Regions from separate parts of the Zea mays genome. Here region 2 is linked to region 1. A link is a contact called in public Hi-C data. All regions are on one chromosome and are shown on one strand. Each heading gives the region's core, a stretch centred on a gene start, on an enhancer-like site or on the middle of the called end of the contact. The rest is flanking DNA. Distances are from core to core; before and after follow the strand shown.

The links. A called contact is a pair of places that touch in the nucleus more often than the background predicts.
Region 2: a Hi-C map of ear shows a contact between it and region 1, with 2.6 times the contacts expected there. The contact joins the enhancer-like site here to the promoter of LOC100501444 in region 1. A contact is called at or near these places in 5 of 25 Hi-C or Micro-C datasets (ear, endosperm, leaf and 2 more).

Annotation. Positions count from the first base shown.
Region 1 is chr1:178,636,969-178,641,908 of Zm-B73-REFERENCE-NAM-5.0, reverse strand. LOC100501444 (9-cis-epoxycarotenoid dioxygenase 1, chloroplastic-like) reads right to left here and starts at 2,670. Exons shown (of 1, transcript XM_023301399.2): 1 at 744-2,670. The coding sequence starts at 2,495. The coding sequence ends at 1,203.
Region 2 is chr1:178,671,642-178,675,870 of Zm-B73-REFERENCE-NAM-5.0, reverse strand. No RefSeq gene overlaps it. Among protein-coding and RNA genes, the nearest start is that of LOC103640612, 8.6 kb to the left of the region's middle. Within about 2 kb of position 2,305, at least 9 of the 20 cell types and tissues checked have an H3K27ac peak or open chromatin away from gene starts, as enhancers often do. A contact at or near this core is called in ear, leaf mesophyll and tassel, where this site is marked.

The DNA of each region.
Region 1 (4,940 bases), core at 1,421-3,920:
GCAAGATGAGCAACTCAAGTTGTCGTCCTGCTGATCCTGCATGCTTGGGCACCAAGCTGAGGAACCGAACAAGGCAGGCTGCTGCTGCCTCTGCATCTGTATCTGCTCGCCAGTCAGTCAGTCAGCCACGCGCACGCTGGGCTGCTGGTTGGCCGCACCTTCTTCTCAGATGTTTCCGGTCCAGTTTCCAACAGTACCGGTAGGATACACCCTGGACGCGACTGCGCGCCGGGGACGATGGCTTGTTACCGCACCACAGCTCCATTGAATTCAGCTGGGTTGACCTCATTCCCGGGTGATCTTCACCCAGAACTGGAGAAGTGGAAAGCCGACAGCGGCAATCAGACTAGGGAAAGCCAGGGCCTTTTTCTCTCTCTTTTAAATAATACTAAAGGCTTGTTCGATTAGCTCTCAATCCATATACAATCCATGTGCAACGTGAATAATCCGAATAAGGACTAAGGATGAACAGCGGTACAACAGAAATCCTTCACAAGCGGCCAGGCGCTCGCTTGTCGTCGCAGTCGGATCCGGGCCGGGAGCAGCATGTGCAAACAAAAAGAACTCAGCGGGGCATCCATCATTGTTGTATCTGTATTTGTATGTATATGAGGATCAGAAACAGTGGTGTATGGAGGAGGAACAGAACAGAGATGGTACATGCATGTGAGTGACATCAACAATATCACCTCAGTTGCAGCAACTGGGTGGTTCAATTCATAGCCAGCCACTGGGCTGCTACTGTACTGTACCTGTGCTACCAGCACCTCCAATCCAAACACACTCACAGTGTGGAGGTGGAAACAGAGCACCAGCTGTTTTGGCAGTTGGCACCCTCCCCACAAGCACAAAAGTGACAGCGAGTGCAACACAAGCTGGCAAGCTGCTGCCCCCCCTTCTCTTCTCTCTGCTGTGCTGTGGACTGACCCTACTACTCACTGTCACTGGCTAGCCATACTAAGCCATGCTTGTTTTTTAAAAAAAACATGGTACAAGAAGAGTGCCAGTATTGCATTGCATATGGGGAACAAGGCTCCGGGGACCTCCTATGTACGGGCTCAGGCTCCCTCTGGTAACAACCTTCTCCCTCCCTCCCCTGCTCCAGAGGACGAGGAGCAGAGCGATATGGAGGGGATGGACCGATCATCAGTCGTCGTCAGCGTAAAGAAAGAACCAAGCAATCAATCAAGAAAATCTCGTCATCAGGCCTGGGCCTCCAGCTCCCGCTCGCTGATGAAGGTGCCGTGGAAGCCGTAGGGCACGCGGGAGGGGAGCTGCACCGTGGCCTCCAGCCGCATGTCCACCGCGTTCACCACCAGGAGCTCCGACGTCCCCTTGCGCTCGTCGCGGACCAGGGATAGGATGTACCCGTCGTCCTCGCCGCGCGGCGCCGCGCCCTCGGCGGGCACGAAGCAGGGCTCCCCGCCGAATCGCCCGTCGCCGTAGTCGAACCGGACGACGTCGCCCGTGCCCAGGTCCACTTTCGCGAACCCGGACACCTTGGGCCACGGCTCCGCCACGGCCAGGTACGCGTACCGCGTCCGCCGCCCCAGCATGTTCCGGTTCACCATCCCCACCTCCAGGTTCACCTGCGCCGACGCCGGCAGCACGGCGCGCCGCGTCGACGCGCCCGTGCGCGTGTCGAGCCTGATCTCCGTCAGCACGCTCTGCAGCTGGCGCCCGTCGTCGGCGTCGTTGAAGATGGAGTCGGCGGGGGTCATGCAGGACCCGACCACCACCACCTCCCCGGTGCCGGCATCCTCCCACGCGTTCCACAGGTGGAAGCAGAAGCAGTCCGGCACGTCCACCCACGCCATCTCCGACGCGTCGCGCGCGTACTTGGGCAGCACGCCGAACCGGGACGTCTTGCCCGCGTCCAGCACCACGGGGGACCCGCCCCGCAGCATCTCGCCCAGCTTGAACACCACCTGGTGGTCGGGCACCACCACGAACCGCTCCGTGATGGCGAAGTCGTGCACCATGGTGGGCTGCTCCAGCGGGATCTCCACGTCGCCCGACTTGCCGCCGTCGGGCCGCAGGTAGAAGTACCTCAGGTAGGGCCGCTTGATCACGTCGTAGCTGAGCGCGAACAGCTCCCCGGACGCCGGGTCAAGCTTGGGGTGCGCGATCATGCTGCCGCACCCGGCGAGCTGCCCGCCGAAGTCGTAGCGGCCGACGGTGCGGAGGTCGCCGTCGGCCGTCACGCGCACCTGGTACGGCAGGTCGTCCTCGGACATGGCCAGGAGACGGCCGTTGAAGTAGACGAGGCCGGCGTTTGCGACCCCCGTGCCGCGGGACGGGTCGACGAGCCCGCACAGCCCGCGCGCGTAGAACAGCGCCAGGCGCGCGATCCCGGAGTGCCCGTGCAGCTCGCCGATGGCCTTGGGGAACACGGCCCGCCCCAGCGCGCGCTCCTGCCGGAGCCTGGCCGTCTCGGTGAACCGGCACGCGTACGACTCGGCCGCGCCGTTGCGGATGCGCACCGCGTGCACCATCCCGTCGCCGTCGAACAGGTGGTGCCCCGCCGACGGCTCGAAGCAGGGGTTGGCCCCGTTGCGCGCGTACACGCCCGAGATGAACGGCGGGATGCGGCCCGACACCGGCAGCGACCGCACCGGCGCCTGCTCGCCGACCGGCGCGAAGTTGCCGGCGATCTGCACGGCCGGGTCCGCCGACCGCGGCAGCGCGCGCGGCCGCTCCAGCAGGCCCGCGATCACGCCCGACTCGAACGCGTCCAGCGCCGCCGCCGCCGCGCGCTGCAGGAAGCCCAGCCCTTTCTCGCCGCCGCCCCGCTCGCCGGCTGCCGGAGAGGGAGCGGGAGCCGGCTGTTGACGCCTTTTCGGAGCGCCAAATACTCAAGAAGAACCGGCGGCGGTGCTCTCTGGTCAGGCGCGGACGGTCCGCGGCCTGGGGCCGGACGGTCCGCGACCTGGCGCAGGGGCTAGGTTTTCCTGCCTGACGTCCGGACGGTCCGCGCCCTGGGGCCGGACGGTCCGCGCGTGTGCAGGGGCGGCGGAAGATCGCCGACGGCGCCTGGATCTCGCTCCCGGGAGGGACCCCGTCGGGGAGGAGAGATCCTAGGGGTTGTCTAGGCTCGGGCCGGCCGACCTAGACTCCTCTAATCGACGTAGAGTCGAGGAGAGGCGGAGAATTTGGGGATCGAGAGGCTAAACTAGAACTAGACTAGAACTACTCCTAATTGTACTGGAAATAAATGCGAATAGAAGTTGTATTGATTCGATTGTTGATGGTTAATCGGCCGTAGACCTCTCTTTTTATAGAGGAGGGGGGCTGGACCCTTTACACGACTGGATTCCGAGCTAATTCCGCAAATCTAGCCAACAAACATAGCACAAAACTCGGAACCCTAAACTGCTCTGCGCATGCGCGGACCGTCCGGCCCACAGGCGCGGACTGTCCGGACCGCGGACCGTCCGGCCTCAGGGCCGGACCGTCCGCCTGCTCAATTTGGGGTTCAACATATGCCCCCCTGCCTTTTGGTGGAGTTGAGCAAACCAAAAGCAACTAACTCGATGTGATTACATCGGTTCTCTTAGGCATCTTGCCACATACTAGGATGGTACTGTTTGAGGAAACGCCCATTCAAAGCCTTAGGCAAGTCCTTGCCTTGTAATGTTTGTAGTAAATAGGCGTTGCCAGACATCACCTGTTTTACTTTATAAGGACCTTCCCAGCTTGGTGACCATTTCCCGAACTTCCGGTCTTTATTCCTTAGAGGCAGAATGGTCTTCCACACCAGGTCCCCTACTTGAAATGATTTTGCTTTGACCTTCTTGTTGTAGGCTCTGGCTACCATGATCTTGTCCTTTTCTATTGCTCCCAAAGCTATCATCCTCTTGTCGGTCACCTCATCAATATTATCAATCATTGAATCATAATAATCAGTAGCAGTTAGATCATTTTGTCTGGCGAACCTGACAGCATTCAAACTTATTTCCACAGGCAACACTGCTTCCTGCCCATAGACAAGCTCAAAAGGAGATACTTTAGTAGCCCTATGTTTAGATATCCTATGAGCCCATAAAGCTTCAGACAAAATCTTATGCCAATGTTTAGGATTATCAGATATCTTCTTTTTTATCAAATTAATCAACGTCCTATTACTAGACTCGGCCTGTCCATTGGCCTGAGCATAATATGGAGATGAATTAAGCAGCTTAATTCTGTATAATTCAGCAAATTCACGTACCTCCTTTGACATGAAAGAAGTACCTTGATCTGTAGTTAAGGTCTGGGGAATGCCGAATCTATGAATAATATGCTCAGTTATAAACTCAATTACCTCCTTGTGTGTCATGTTCTTTAGAGCAACGGCTTCAGTCCATTTGGTGAAGTAGTCAGTGGCGACTAACACAAACCGATGCCCCTTTGATGATGAAGGATGAATTTCTCCAATAAAGTCTAATCCCCATCCTCTGAACGGCCAAGGCTTGATGATAGGATGTAATTCGGCTGCAGGGACTAACTGTAGGTCGCCGAATTTTTGACACACTTGGCAACCCTTGTAGTACTTGAAACAATCAGCTATCATACTAGGCCAATAAAAACCAGACCTTCGCAACAACCACTTCATCTTTGGAGCTGATTGATGAGTACCACAAATTCCTTCATGTACTTCGGCCATGGCTAATATAGCATCATCTGGGCCCAAGCACTTAAGCAGGATATCATTGACTGTTCGGCGGTAAAGTTCATCACTCATCAAAACATACTTGAAAGCTGTTCGCCGAATATTCTTATCTGTCCTTATATTGGGATTTCGTAGATAATTAAGTATAGGTGTCCTCCAATCACTTGCATCGGCCTCATTGTCGGCCGAATTGATCAAAAGAACATTTCTGGTAACCCCGGACGGTCCGACGTCATCATGCGGACGGTCCGCGACCTGGGAATTTGGCTTTGCACTGGTTATCAGATTT
Region 2 (4,229 bases), core at 1,056-3,555, 34 kb before region 1:
AAAATGATCGTGGTATCGGGAGCTTAGAAATGACGCACTCGGTGATGCCAGCCACACCACACACCGTTCGTGCAGCTGTGTCTGCTCTGTGTGTGTGTGTGCCGTTTGGGCGCGGACACGTACGCGCGTGCATGCGCGCGGCGCGCGGGAAACCATTTTATTTCGACGTGCGCCGTGCATGCATGCATGGGCTCGCTTGCTTGTTTGATCAACACGTAAGTACAGGGGGGCCGTGTCTGTGTTGGTTAAACGGCAAGTTGTGCATAATATTTATGCGCACGGATAATCGATCGACAGAGCTATATATACATATACACAGTATGGCCCAACCAACCGCTGCTAGTCCAGTTTCTTTGGACATGCAGGGTCTAGGTTAAATGCATGCATCTATCGCCCTTGCTTTGCGCCTTTGACTAGTGACCACTGGCTGGACGACATGCATGTACATCGTCACACGCCGAAGTGAGCTGTCTGTCTGTGAGCATGTACGTATATACCATATATAAATTCGGACCGGTTCCAGCGGTTTCTTCCCTCTCAAACCCCCCCTATCAGCTAGCACTGTCTATTCATATCTAAATACATCCCCTTCTTATGTTTCACCTACTCTCTCCAACCATGTTCTCCCTATTTATCTTCTCTTATACACTTTAACTGAGCTATTTGACTTTTTATTATTACACATCAGCTTTTGGAGTTTAAAAAAAAATTATATTACGTGCGTTCACAAATGTATGACGCGGTAGACTTTTTTCAAAATTTTGACCACTTGTTATTAGAAATAATTAGCTCCCATTTTCCCAATGCTAATGGAGATACAGAGACTCTCCTACAAAGAATGATACTACAATCGTTAGGATTGCATGAAAAACTAAATGTATACATTTGTACACTCCTGTATTTAAAAAAAAAGAAATATGACCGTATGCCTAATATTATTGCTAGCCCAGCCGTATAGAAGCTAGCATGCATGCCCCAAGTTGTTGAGTAACTTTTATACAAATCTGAACCTTTTATATATTATTTGGTAATTAATCATGCATCATTGTCTACGTACTCAGCCCATTAAAAATATATAACTTATTAATCCAAACACACACACACACAAATAACTCGAGTCTCCAAAATTTAGGGAGAGCATGCGTAGTACTAACAGTGGCTCCGAATGAAGACATTCAAATTTATTTTCTAAATTATTTAACACTCAAAAAATTTTCTTCTCTCCCAAATGGATCCTTCTCTTCGCTAGCTAGCCTTTTGTAAGCCATATATGCCCACACATATTCTCGTCCACGCGGCAGCAAGCGCACGGTGCGCCCCGCGAGGCCGACACGGCGTCGTCGTGTGTCGCTTGGCTTCAGGTATAGGTCGACGCACCTGGCACCTGGCACGGCGACAGTACGCTACTGGGAGCTCTATATATTATAACATGGGCATACAGCTAATTAACAGTCTGTTTACTTAACTTTAATGTATATCGGTTTTTATAGAGTTTTTATCTCTATAAATTCAGCTGCGCAAGTCCAAACAACTGATTTTAATCCAAAGCAAACAGGATGAAAGTTATAGAGAAACGACTATCGCTGGTGACCTGGTGTACTACTCTGTACACATGATGGGTCGTAACTGAGGGGCATCCAGGGCCCAAATATATACTTAAGTGTAGTATTCAGTTATTTAGGACGTGTTTGATAGCTGGCCTAAGCCGCTGCCACCAGCGGCACTTTTCGCGCCGCAGTTGTGGCGGCCGATTCGGCCGCCGCAACTTAGGCGTGGCGTGGCGCCACACGCCACGCACACGCCCTTAATTTGTCTAAACAATGTTTGTTTGGTTGACCCAACCGTCCAATACTAAGCGGACAGTTCAACTTCTGCTATCTTGCTTACTTAACATAAGCGTCGGAAGCCGCTGCTGGTCGCTCACGTAAGTCGGTTTCTAAATCAGGACTCGGGACTCAGAACATATATGAATGCATATAGTATTTGAATATGTGAATAATGCAAACTTAATTATGGGTGTAGTTTTATATACCTCTGTTTTTAATAAACTCTTACATATATGAATATGCATATAGTATTTGAAATATATGTACTATCTCAGATGCAAGATCGTCGTCTCTTTGGTTGTAGCAGGTCTCGTACGTGTGAACTTTCAGAGTACGTACGTGAAGCCCAGCAGCTAGGTTTCTTTATCGATCGTGGAAAAGGCGTCCTCGAACGTGGCAAAGATTCGACACGTGTTACCCCCCCCCCCCCCCCCCCCGGCCCCTACGAAGTAGTACGACTCACCTAGCTAGCAGCTAATCGCTAGCTTGCGACGATTATTGTGATGTCTCTAGAGAAGCATCTTGTATGCATATAGATTAGACCCCTTATTACACAATGGTGACACATAATCGGCGGTCGCCTATATATAGCTAGCTAGCCAGTTACTTATTAGCTGCAATAATGCTATACGTGTCACGTGTGTGAGCTTTACTTAATTAAACATGTGATGACAGTAGTCTATAGATTGCACTCACACGCAGATCATACATGCATGGACTCTAATAGCTAGTTCACATATGCTACTATTATATTAATTGCTTTTTGCAGGGGTTACAGTAGATCCGTACCACTGTCACTATTGTTTTTTTTTTTTTTTTGCAGTGTTTATTAGATTCGTACCACTGCCACTATTGCTTTTTGCAGTGATAGTAGATTCGCACCACTGCCACACAGCACGCATATATATATTATATTGGCTGCCTCTGCCTTATCCGATACGTGGCAAGGACGTACAGGGACGGCGACTAACCTTTGACACACGGGACAATGAGTCAAATATAGTAACGGTGCTCAAACTTGATCTATTCTGTCGTTACTTAATTAGATCCTCAAACATATAAACCTAAAAAATGAGTGCTGAAATTTGATTGGTCAATACAAAACCATCTAAAATTAGGTTTGTTCAAACCATATGCATGTCGATGTTGTATACGTACCACGTGGGAGAGCACTAATGACACTTTGGTGACCGAAGTGGCACGACATGTCAAGTTTGGACACTCAAAGTGACTCCAAACGTGGCACATCATATAGGCATCCGGTTCGAGCAAACCCGATTTTGAGGGCTGTCGGGTTTCAACAATGTCAAGTTCGAGGTGCTAATGCATTTTATTCCAGGAAAAATATAAAACGATATGACGTGCCCCGAATTTTGTAATTCTTGTTTAGAAAAAAAAAACATATTTACCTCCCCAATGCCAAAATCTCGTTTTCAACCATATATATCAACATCCTATTATTTATAGTGCTAAAGTTGCCTTTCTCGTAGTCACGTGACGCTGATATGATATTAATGTGATGATACCTTGACGCCATAAGTTATAGCATAGACATCGACGCTATAGCTCCAAGACCAAGCTCTAATCCAAAATCTGGAACCCACTTCTATGGTCAAATTCTCTTCATTATTGCCTCCTCCCTCTTTTCCTCTTTATCGCTAATCCGACCATTAAATCTTGTATTTGATCCATATATAGATCTTAGAGAGCAAGGTATTATCTCTTTTAACACATGTGGTGATCATAGTCTAAGTAAGTGTTTATAAATATTTCATTTCATTTTTCTTGGTATTTGTGATCAAATTTTTTATAAGATTGTGGCATCAACTTGTTTAGGGCAAGGACGGTGCTACTGTTACACAATGGATTGATGGTCCTAACAAGTTTTACCCAAGGTACCTCCTTTTTTACAACCGGTAGAGGTGTAACCTCCCCCAACCCTCGATCACTGACAAGTGAGGATAAACCAAAAGTGACCAATGAAGGATTGTGAACCCTCTTTCATGTAATTGCGAAGATGAAGTTGTCCTTTAACCTAGGTGTTTGCTTGAGTTTGAGTGTTGTAAGAAGAACATAGTATGTGAATTTTTTTTCTTCAACCTTATATTTGTCTCCTTATGTAAAGATTTGCTAAGGGATCTTGGTGTGTTGTCTACTGCCTACCACAACTCAAGGGGTCCAGCCCGGTTACCAGGAGGTGAACATAGCGAACACCCAAGCGAGCGCTACGAGGGGGACAAGGGTCTTAGGGAGGTCTAGGCCACCTATGTGTAATACTGTACATCCTCCTTGAGTGAAAGTGTCTAAGTCCGATTACAGGAGGGTTGTAAGAGCTTGTTGATGTAAAATGCATGAGGTTCGTCCCCGTTTCACTAGGGCCTCCCTGTCTCTTTTATATATTAT